Linked DNA regions of Zea mays: regions 1 and 2 are each linked to region 3. Evidence: chromatin contacts called from public Hi-C data. All regions are on one chromosome and are shown on one strand. Each heading gives the region's core, a stretch centred on a gene start, on an enhancer-like site or on the middle of the called end of the contact. The rest is flanking DNA. Distances are from core to core; before and after follow the strand shown.

Evidence for each region. A called contact is a pair of places that touch in the nucleus more often than the background predicts.
Region 1: a Hi-C map of leaf shows a contact between it and region 3, with 6 times the contacts expected there. The contact joins the promoter of LOC100285225 here to the promoter of LOC100303796 in region 3. A contact is called at or near these places in 3 of 25 Hi-C or Micro-C datasets (ear, leaf and tassel).
Region 2: a contact with region 3 is called in a Hi-C map of leaf, with 9 times the contacts expected there. The contact joins the enhancer-like site here to the promoter of LOC100303796 in region 3. A contact is called at or near these places in 3 of 25 Hi-C or Micro-C datasets (bundle sheath, ear and leaf).

The regions. Positions count from the first base shown.
Region 1 is chr5:161,729,313-161,732,381 of Zm-B73-REFERENCE-NAM-5.0, reverse strand. LOC100285225 (fatty acid elongase) reads right to left here and starts at 1,618. Exons shown (of 2, transcript NM_001158119.2): 1 at 1,473-1,618; 2 at 1-960. The coding sequence starts at 947.
Region 2 is chr5:161,676,087-161,679,439 of Zm-B73-REFERENCE-NAM-5.0, reverse strand. No RefSeq gene overlaps it. Among protein-coding and RNA genes, the nearest start is that of LOC103627137, 6.1 kb to the left of the region's middle. Within about 2 kb of position 1,504, at least 9 of the 20 cell types and tissues checked have an H3K27ac peak or open chromatin away from gene starts, as enhancers often do. A contact at or near this core is called in ear and leaf, where this site is marked.
Region 3 is chr5:160,751,299-160,754,430 of Zm-B73-REFERENCE-NAM-5.0, reverse strand. LOC100303796 reads left to right here and starts at 1,579. Exons shown (of 9, transcript NM_001165430.1): 1 at 1,579-1,829; 2 at 2,595-2,693; 3 at 2,781-3,132. The coding sequence starts at 1,719. LOC100272602 reads left to right here. Exons shown (of 5, transcript NM_001399132.1): 5 at 1-307.

The DNA of each region.
Region 1 (3,069 bases), core at 369-2,868, 980 kb before region 3:
ACCGTGTGCACCAGCTCGTACTTGGCCCGCCGCCGGTCGGACCGCCGATTCGAGAGCAGCACCGCGGCGCCGCCCATCCGGAACAGGCAGTTGGACACCAGCTTGGAGCGGTCGTTCCCCGAGTACCAGTTGAGCGTGATGTTCTCCGTGCTGATGACCAGCGCGTACGACCCCGGGTGCGTCTGCAGCAGGTCCTTGGCGAGGTCCACGGACAGCAGCCCGGCGCTGCACCCCATCCCGCCGAGGTTGTAGCTCACCACGTTCCCGCGCAGCTTGTAGTGGTTGACCACCATGGCCGACAGCGACGGCGTCGGGTTGAACAGGCTGCAGTTCACCACGAGGATCCCGATGTCTTTGGGCTTGACCCCCGTCTTGGCGAGCAGCTCGTCAACGGCGCCGAACATGACCTCCCGCGCCTCCGCGCGCGCCTCGTCCATGGACGGGTTGGGCGGCACCCGCGTGACGGCGGGGGGAAGGTACGTGTCCTCGCCCAGCCCCGAGCGCTCCAGGATCTTGCGCTGGAACTCGAGGCTGGCGTCGGTGAAGCAGCCGGTGAGCCTGGAGCAGCGCATGAAGGTGTCGCGCGTGCACCGGCGCTCCGGCCCGGGCTTGTAGCAGGCGAAGTCGACCAGGTACACGGGCCGCGGGCGGGTGAGGAAGTAGGCCGTGCCGAGGAAGACGAGGAGCGTGGAGCAGGCGAGCACGGAGATGAGGTTGAGGCGGAGGTGCGCCCACAGGTCGGCGACGTCGCGCGGGGAGAGCGTGGAGAGGTACACGGCCACGAGCACCATCAGCGGGGTGAGCAGCAGGTACATGCCGTGGGTGATGAGGTAATGGTACCCCAGCTTCACGTACTTGAGACGAACCGACTGCTGGAAGTCCGGCAGCTGCCGCGACGGCGACGGCGTGGCGGAGGCCGGGTTGGTCGGCGGCGCCGGGTTTTCCATGGCCCCTCTCCCTCTGTAACACACAGTTTGAGTTCGGTCGGTCGGTCAGTAAAACGCGAATAAAAATAACAACGCCGAGATTAAGTTTCACAATCTTGCGCTTGTCGATTGTGTAAGGATCTGAGTGGAGAGATGTGGCTAGCTGAAGGCGTTTCCGCTAGTTTCTTAAGCATCCGAGTCAAGAAACTGCCACGAAATCGACCAAACAAAAAATGACATCATATTTCTTTTTTGAAATCTGAATTATCAGTTGTCCTACGTGCGGGGGGGGGGGGGGGGGGGGGGGGGGGGGGGGGGAAGAAGAGCAATCCAGAACAGAAATGGCCACCACACTAGACGAGACAGGTTTTCTTTCCGTTCCCAATCGGCAGCGCGGAAGAAACTAATCAAGACGAAGAATCTTTCTCGCGTGCTCAAGATCAAATGGCTACGGGGGTTCCTCGATGGTAGGAGAAACGAGCAACGACGGATCAGATACGCCACGCGCGCGATCAACAGAAGAGGAAAAGGCAACCCGATGCGTACCAATCGAACAGCAGAGGAGCCGCCGCCGCCGCCTCCGTCGGACACCAGATCGAACCGAACCCCTGTAAAATCTGAACCAGGCCTCACTCGAAGCAGAGCACGGCGTGGAGAAGAAAGTCAGGGATTCGCCCCGCCCCGCCCCGCCGGAGTTTTAATAGAGGAGGAGGGGGAGGGAGAGGGAGAGAGGAACGGTGCGAGGGCCCACCTGACAGCTTCGGCCCCGGCGCACGAGCGGCGGCACGCCAGCCGTACGCTGGCGTTGACCGATGGACGGCCGGATGGTGGTGGCGGGCGTTCGAACGGGCGGACGGATGGAGGCCGCTCCCCTGTTATTACTTGCCCGCACGGCGCACGCGCAGGCAGGCGGGAAGCCGTTACGTAGTAGTACTGGCACTGCTACGCTGAGCGGACGCGGTACTACCGTACTAGTGTGAATGGTACCGTTTGTAGTTGTTCGATTATTTTTGTTCTAGGCATTGAGATGGAGATAGATTTTGGTTTATTATGAATTTAAATTGGCTCAATATTATCTAATCCATATGGTTTCGTGTCAAGGAACAAGCTCTAGAGGGAGCTGAGATCCGATCCGTATACATCTGACTCAGTAGCGAAGCTAGCAAATATTTTATCGGGGTCATTAGTATTAACTACTTAATTTTTACTATAGAACTTTTGTTATTAACACTGTTTTCTATTAGATATTCAAAAAATTACCGGAGTCAGCTGACCCCAAAATAAAGGCGGGCTCCGCCCCTGATCTGACTATCTGGTATGTATCTTAAAGTTTAATATTTAAAATGTCAATACCTATTAAAATTTAATAATATTTAAAATGTTGATATCTATTAACATTTAATAATATATGTATTCGATTCGATTTTGAAGAAAAAAATATAAAAATAAATATGGAATAAGTAATATCCGTTCGACTCTGACGGCCATGTGGGTGCGTATCGAGTTGGCATCGGCTGGCCGAGGGCGTGTGAGTTTGAGCTGTGGCCTGTGGGGCGGAGAGAACGTGGCTGGAGTGACGGGGTTTTCTTGCGGGAACAGCCGGCGGTTTGTCCGTTTTCTCGGCGGATCAGCTGCCAGTTCATTCCGTTCCGTCTAGTGCTGTGCACTGGTTTAAAAAGTCGTGAGACATCTGTTTGGAGGATTAGCAGGAGTCTAAAAATTCGCGGATAACGCAACTGTCAATGTGAAACGGAACTCTACCAGAGACAGGAACGGTACGGTACGGTACGTGCATGGTGATTGACGAGTTGCAGTCACGGTCCTTTGACGAGTCATCACTGTGCTGAGAATTTTCCTCTGACCCATTCCTCGAGTACCAGAGCAAGACCACGGGGGAGGCTTCGATTGGCCTTCCAGAAGATCGACGACGACCGGAGCTCCGACGCGTTGTCGCCGCACGTCTCGTCACTCGTCAGCGCCCCGCGCCCGGCGACTGTGGACCGGCTACCCCAGCCGGGGAGTGCGGTGCAGCCGAGAGAAGGCCTTTTGTTTGTTGTTGCACGCCTCGTGGAGCCGCGTCGCCCATGTTCCAGAAGCAGAACCTTTGACTGTGATCAGATCCCGGCGCTGCGTTAGAAATGTC
Region 2 (3,353 bases), core at 255-2,754, 930 kb before region 3:
GATAGAAAGCACACACAGAAGAGCAACTAATCTGTAAGGATAATATTAAGAAGATCCACATTCCATCAAAACTATGAAATATGTGCCAAAATGAACATATCTCCACAAAATTAACGATTTCCATCCAATAAACTTCACCTGCAGATTTGTTCTCCTAGATGATGACAAGAATATGGCTAGGGCTTGATTGTGTATATGACTTGATGCTTAGCTCTTTCGTGCAAAATTGGATATTTAGATAAACATACACAATAGGAGCAGAAATAAGAACTCCAATATTATTAGATTTCTTTAGATAAGTATAAATCGGAATAGAGAGATGTAAGTGATAATAATTTGTCTAGATATTGGGTACTAATAACAGTAGATAAGATTAATTATAAATGTAATCAGGAGAAGCATGGTGTATATCTAATCAGTCCGTACATAAGGTCTCGGTGGTGGCCCTCTCCCTAGTCTGTGCGTGCTCGGTTATCGCGAGTAGGACGGGGAGCGGTTGCGAGATCATGGAGCACGACTCAGACGATGCACTGGAGGCGGTTGCTAGAAACGTCGCGGCGTTGGTTGGGACGCGAGGAGGGCATGCCCTTGAGTAGTAGATGCAGAGTTCGACGCCGCGAGATGATCGGAGTCGGGCGAGGGTTGGGAGGGTTGGGCGACGTGCTAGCGGCTAGGAGCAGAGGGAGTGCGGGGTGGGGGAGGGGGGCACGCAGGCGCGGCGGGAAGGAGGGGTCACTAGCAGTGAAGGGGGATTGGATGCAGTTCCTTTTCGCACAGGGAGAAAGAACTCGAATTTCAAGAAATGACAACGGCACCACCTTCTCGGAGAGGTTGTGCACCTCAGCAGCGCGGCTCCGCTTGCTGCCGCCGCCGAACCCCCCACGCGTCCGCTCTGGCAGTGGCTCGGGCTCCGACCCGCCCGCGTCGCTGTCCCCGAGCCCGCCGGCGTCCTCCCCGTAGTCCACCTGCTGACCGTGGCCCAGCGCTGCCGGGAACGCCGCCACCCCGCCGAACGTCATCCTCCTCCTCGAGCTGCCGCCGTTGCTGTTGAAGCTGCTGGTGCTGCAGGAGCGCCATCGCCCTCGCGCCTCCAACCTCCGGGGCAGGGGCCGGGCGGCGGGATCGGGCGACTGGCGGCGGTGAAATCGGGGAAGGAAGAAAAAGGGTCGCGATGAATTTGGGGTCTGGCCGGCAGGATCGGGGTGGGATCGGGCGGCTGGTGGCAAGATCGAACGGTTGAAACTACAGAACAATGGATTGGACGGTTGAGGTTGCAGATGACAGAACGGCAGAACGGCAGACTACTCTTACACTCTTAATAAGTAGTATAGATATAGATTCTAAAGTTGGGGATTACAACAGCCGAGCGACGTTCGAGCGACGTTTGGGATGCCGCCGAGACTGAGCGACTAGGGCCAGGAGCAGCGTCTGCTCTGCTCTTTTCATTACTGGGCTGTTCTTTCTTAGGCTAGTAAAGCCTGAAAACTTGGTTCTAAAAAACTTTGGACCGCAACTAGGGCCGTGGCCCTGCTGGTCTTAGGCCTTGGCCCAACCTCAGTGACAGTGAGCAGGCAGGTTGCACCATAAAAAAAGGTGAGACCCCAGCTGAGCCACCATATCAGTTCGCCTGCGTCACTGAATGTTTGAGGCCGACTCTTGATCCGATCAGCAATAACGTTTTGACAGGAACAAGTAGCTAGTACTTTTTTACTGTCTGTTCAAGTCACTCGCACAATGCAGTCATCCATCAAATCATCCATCATGTATAAGTTGCCCAGACAAACCACGTTATTTTTTCTTTCCAATCGAGGAAACGACAGGCGAACGATCTAAAAGTGCTATACATACATTTGCCTCCAATTGGTTACTAATGTAAAATTATTGGTCTAGCTAGTGCTAGTTCCTTTCGACACCTATGGCTATGGGTTAGGATGAAAACGACGAGCTAGCTAGATACGCTCGATCGTTCCAAGTGGGTTTAGAGGTGTTTGGTTAGAGGGACTAAAGATTAGTTTCTAGTTTTTAGTCTCATTTAGTCCTTTTTTTTGCCAAACACTAGGACTAAAATATAGACTAAAATGATTTAGTCTTTAGTCCTTCACGTATGTGCTAAAAAGGACTAAACCATATTAATTACATATTTACCCCTCATTTAGTTCAATTGTACTAATAACGGGAGAATGTTAAAGACCATTTTAGTATTATTATGAGTCATTTAGTATATTCTTACTATTTTTAGTCTATAGAACCAAACATGTTAATAACCCTAGATTAAACAAACCAAATATGGCCTTAATAACCGACTAGCGTGCGGAGTCGCAGCCGCAGGCCGCAGCCCCGCCGATGTGGTGGTGGTGGTGGAACTGGTGGGCAATAATGCAAAATGATCGAGCGGATGGCCTTGCTGTGGGTAAGGATGTAAATGGTCGGTAAAATTCGGTAAATTCTCGGTACCGTTTACTAGATTTTTCCGACCGTTTTCATATTTTTCGGGATATACGGAAAACGGGACAGAAACAGGATGTGTTATTACGAAAACGGTACGATAAACGGTGAGACATATTTACCGTCCGTTTTCGGAATTCTCGGGAAAATCCGGTATTTTCCCATATTTTAACCGTATTTTTCCGGTCCACAAAAAAAACAAAGGAGGTAAGAACTATACTCGTTAGGGTTTAGAGATTAGGGTTTTAGATGTCATAGAAGATATATCAAGTGATCCATACGACATGCCACATGATTTCTAGTTTATGTATCGTGTGTTTAAGACTTATATACTATGTGGTTAAAACTTTAGTGAACATGTATGATCATTTATTTGTGGTCATGACTATGTATTGTATATTTGTGTGGTTGAGACTTGTATGTGAATGTGAATGAACAATCGTGTTTTAAAACTTATGTGTTGTGTGTTATAATTTAAGAGTGGACATGGATGAATGTATGACCAATTATATGTGGACAAGATTGTGTTTTGTGTACTTTTGTGAATGAGACTTGTATGTGGATGTGAATGAACATCTGTGTGGTTAGGATTTGTTTATTGTGAGCTTTTCCGATTACAGTTACCGTTTCCTGATCAATTTCGAGCTATTTTGCTCGGATTTATCCGTTTTCGATATACCGGAATTTACCGGCCGTTATCTGTTTCTGACTTTTCCGTTTACCGATTCCGACCGAACAAAAATTTATGCGGGTGAAAACGGTGAGAGGTTTTTTCCGACCGTTACCGGCCGTTTTCATCCTTAGCTGTGGGATGGGTGTCCCCTTGTATGTTCACAACGAAGAAAGAAAAAAGGCATAAGAGAATACTTCGTTGACAGAGATTATAAAACACACACACTCACTCACTC
Region 3 (3,132 bases), core at 330-2,829:
CACGAGCCTTTGGAGGAACCGGAAGTTTCTTATCTGGAGCTACTGAAGAAGGCAGGAATCATGCCAGAAATAAGAAGGCCTGTTCTTCTTCTGTTGTTGTAGTGTTTTTGTTTTTAAACTTCGCCGTATCTGTAGCTGTTTGTTTCATTCCATAGGTATGAACTGTTTATGTTCGTTATTAAAATTTTGGGAGGTCTGCTTCATCGTAATCTTCATTAGCAGCTGGTCCTTGTTGTGAAAAAAAAATATTTTGCATGGTTTTGATAGTCATGGGTACCATATATCCAATTTATTCATATTCCTACTACTAATCAGTGATGTAGCTAGGACAAATACCCTTCACCGCAGGTCCACAACATAAAAGGCGGGCATGGTCATGGTTCAATCAGTGATCCGGAACTGTTTTTGTGTGATGACTAGAGAGTGGAACTGGGAATGTTTTTTTGCGTGACCGCAGAGATGTGTGGTTCAATTCGATTTCATGTAAAGCGAAGGCAGTTTTGATATGCCGTGAATCCTCTTGAAAGAGAGGCGTGCCTTCAGGAACTCCGACACGGTTTGTGCGTTGCTATCGTCTGCTTATGCCGTAGTAAGTTCTATCCCCTTCCGTTCCTGAAAGGAGCATACTACTGGATGGTACATGATACTGGCCGGCCTCCCTGCTACCACCACCGGTATCTCAGTTGTCTCACTGTGCTGACATGATTGCAACAAGGTCCGAGCTGGTCACTTATGGTGCGTTTGGTTGCGGGACAAACAGGACAGAACGTCTACTGGTGTTATCTCTCATCCCTCCAATTTTGAGGGATAACTGGGTACAACACTGAGATAGTCTTGTCTCAATCCTTACCCTAAACCAAACAACCTTATTTGAGGGATCGTTCTATTCCGTCCCGTCCTGTTATTGCAACCAAACGTATCCTTGTATCCCTGTAAATTTGCACAAGTGTTATACAAAGCATTGAACCCACAGTAGACACCGATGCTGGATACAATTAGGGAGCAAGGGTACCTGCACTGCACTGCAGTGCAGTGCACAGCCCAGCTCCGGAATCAACTGTTGAGCTGCTGGCTGCTAGAGCGAAATATAGGAGACCCCGGGTAGACCCGAAGTTAGCCCCCCCCCCCCCCCCCCCCCCCATATTTTGGTCAAATTCATGCTCTGCAGTCTACACCGAGATGTGGCGCCATTTAGGAGACCTGACGATACATAGCTATAAATGCTCTCGGAGAGGTAAATCGGATGGTTTCAAGAGTTAAAAAGAGTCCACAAATTCGGTTTTTGAAAGAGGCAAATCAGACTCGACGCGATAATGGAGGGAGGTCAGATGGACTTCTTTTTCCCTGTTATAAAATATTCACCAGTTGCAGAAAGCCCACAGGGAAATATTCTAACTGGGCCATGGCCAGGACTGAGAACAGGTTGCTGTGACGTTCTCCACGGCGGGGATTTGGCCCATCCACACTACGCCCATCGCCCCATGAGCGAAATGGACGGCGGAGATCGGCTGGCCGCAGATGGCGAGGGCCGAGGAGGGGAAGTGGACACGCGGATCCGTGATTTTTCCAGATCAGATCCGACAACTCGCCCTCCCGTCTTTCCCTCTCTCTCCTCCCACCACACCCGGTCGTCGTTGTCGCGGCGTGAGCGAGCGAGAGGGGAAAACCCAAAACCCTAGCACCCCCGCCCCGTCGCCGACGGCCGCCGGAGTAGAGAGATGGCGGTGGACGAGGTGAACTCGGTCTACGTCGGCGGCCTTCCCTACGAGGCCAACGAGGAGATGCTTCGCGACGCCTTCGGGTACTACGGCACCATCGTCTCCGTCAAGGTCCGACCCGCTCCTCTCCCTCTACTCTTCTCCGTTTAGTCACCTCCCGCGTTTGCTCTCGAGAGAGTTTGCCGGGCGCTGCTGGTTTGATTCAATGAAATGAGGCTGTGCTGCGGCCGCTGATGTTTTCTTTTTCCGAAATATGGTGGAAAAGGTTCTTCTCCTTTTTATAGGATCTTAGAGAGGGTCTCGGGAGTGGCTGTCTTACATACATACAAAAAAAAAAAGTAACAAACAACACGAGAACACGAACGAAAGAGAGGAGGTGGTGTCCGCCTATTCCCAGTTTTTGGTGGCTAAACTAATTTAATGCCAAGATGAATTGGGAAGTATTATTCTGAGATCTGGTTATTGTACTTGCAAGGTAGATGTTTGGTTTTCCTTTTGGATGGTTTTCCCCCTCATGGCATTAGCTCATTGGGTTCGATACCTTGAAGAATTGGTTATTTGAAGAGCTGTTCCAAAGTGGATATCAGTGGCGGGGCATGAATTCAAGGGCATTATAGTTTTATATGTCGTAGACATCTTGCTTTTCTTCGACTGAGAGGGGGTGTGAAGATGATGGCATCATCATTTGCAAATGTGGTGTATGGAATTGTCAAACAACTTACATAGTTTCATACAGAAAGACAAACAATCTGTTGGTTGTTGTACTTGTTTGCTAGTATGATTTAGCAGTTGATGCTTCCTAATGATATAACCAACTGTTTTGAGGCTGTGTGAGATTATATAGCTTTTGTTTTCTGATTAATTTGCGCATTCCAGGTGATTAATGATCATGCTGTCAAAGGCAAGTGTTATGGTTTTGTTACTTTCACTCACCCCAGAGCTGCTGAGCAAGCAATTGCGGGCATGGACGGCAAGGTATTCTGTATGCTTCCTTTTTATTTAAAACTCACTTGGCACCTCCCCCCTTATCTTGTGTTAAACATGTCTTTTTGTTTGGAACAGAAATTAGGCAACCGTATTGTTCGAGTAAATGAAGTGCGTACAAGAGGCCCCCGCGATTTTGGCCGAGATGGTTTCAGACGAGATCCAAGAAGGTATGGTAGAGATCCATACTGGGACAGAAGGGACAGGGAACGGAGCTATGATCGTGAAAGAGATCCCTACCATGACAGGGATAGTGATAGATCCCGTGAGCATGATAGAGAAAGAGATTATGAACATGGTGGATTTAATAGAGAAATTGACTATCCCATGGACCGAGATCGTGAAGGAGATGAGAGACGTCCTAGAGAACATGATCGTACAGCAGAAATGCATAATGTGGATTCAGATAATGACAAAGATAAGGAACATG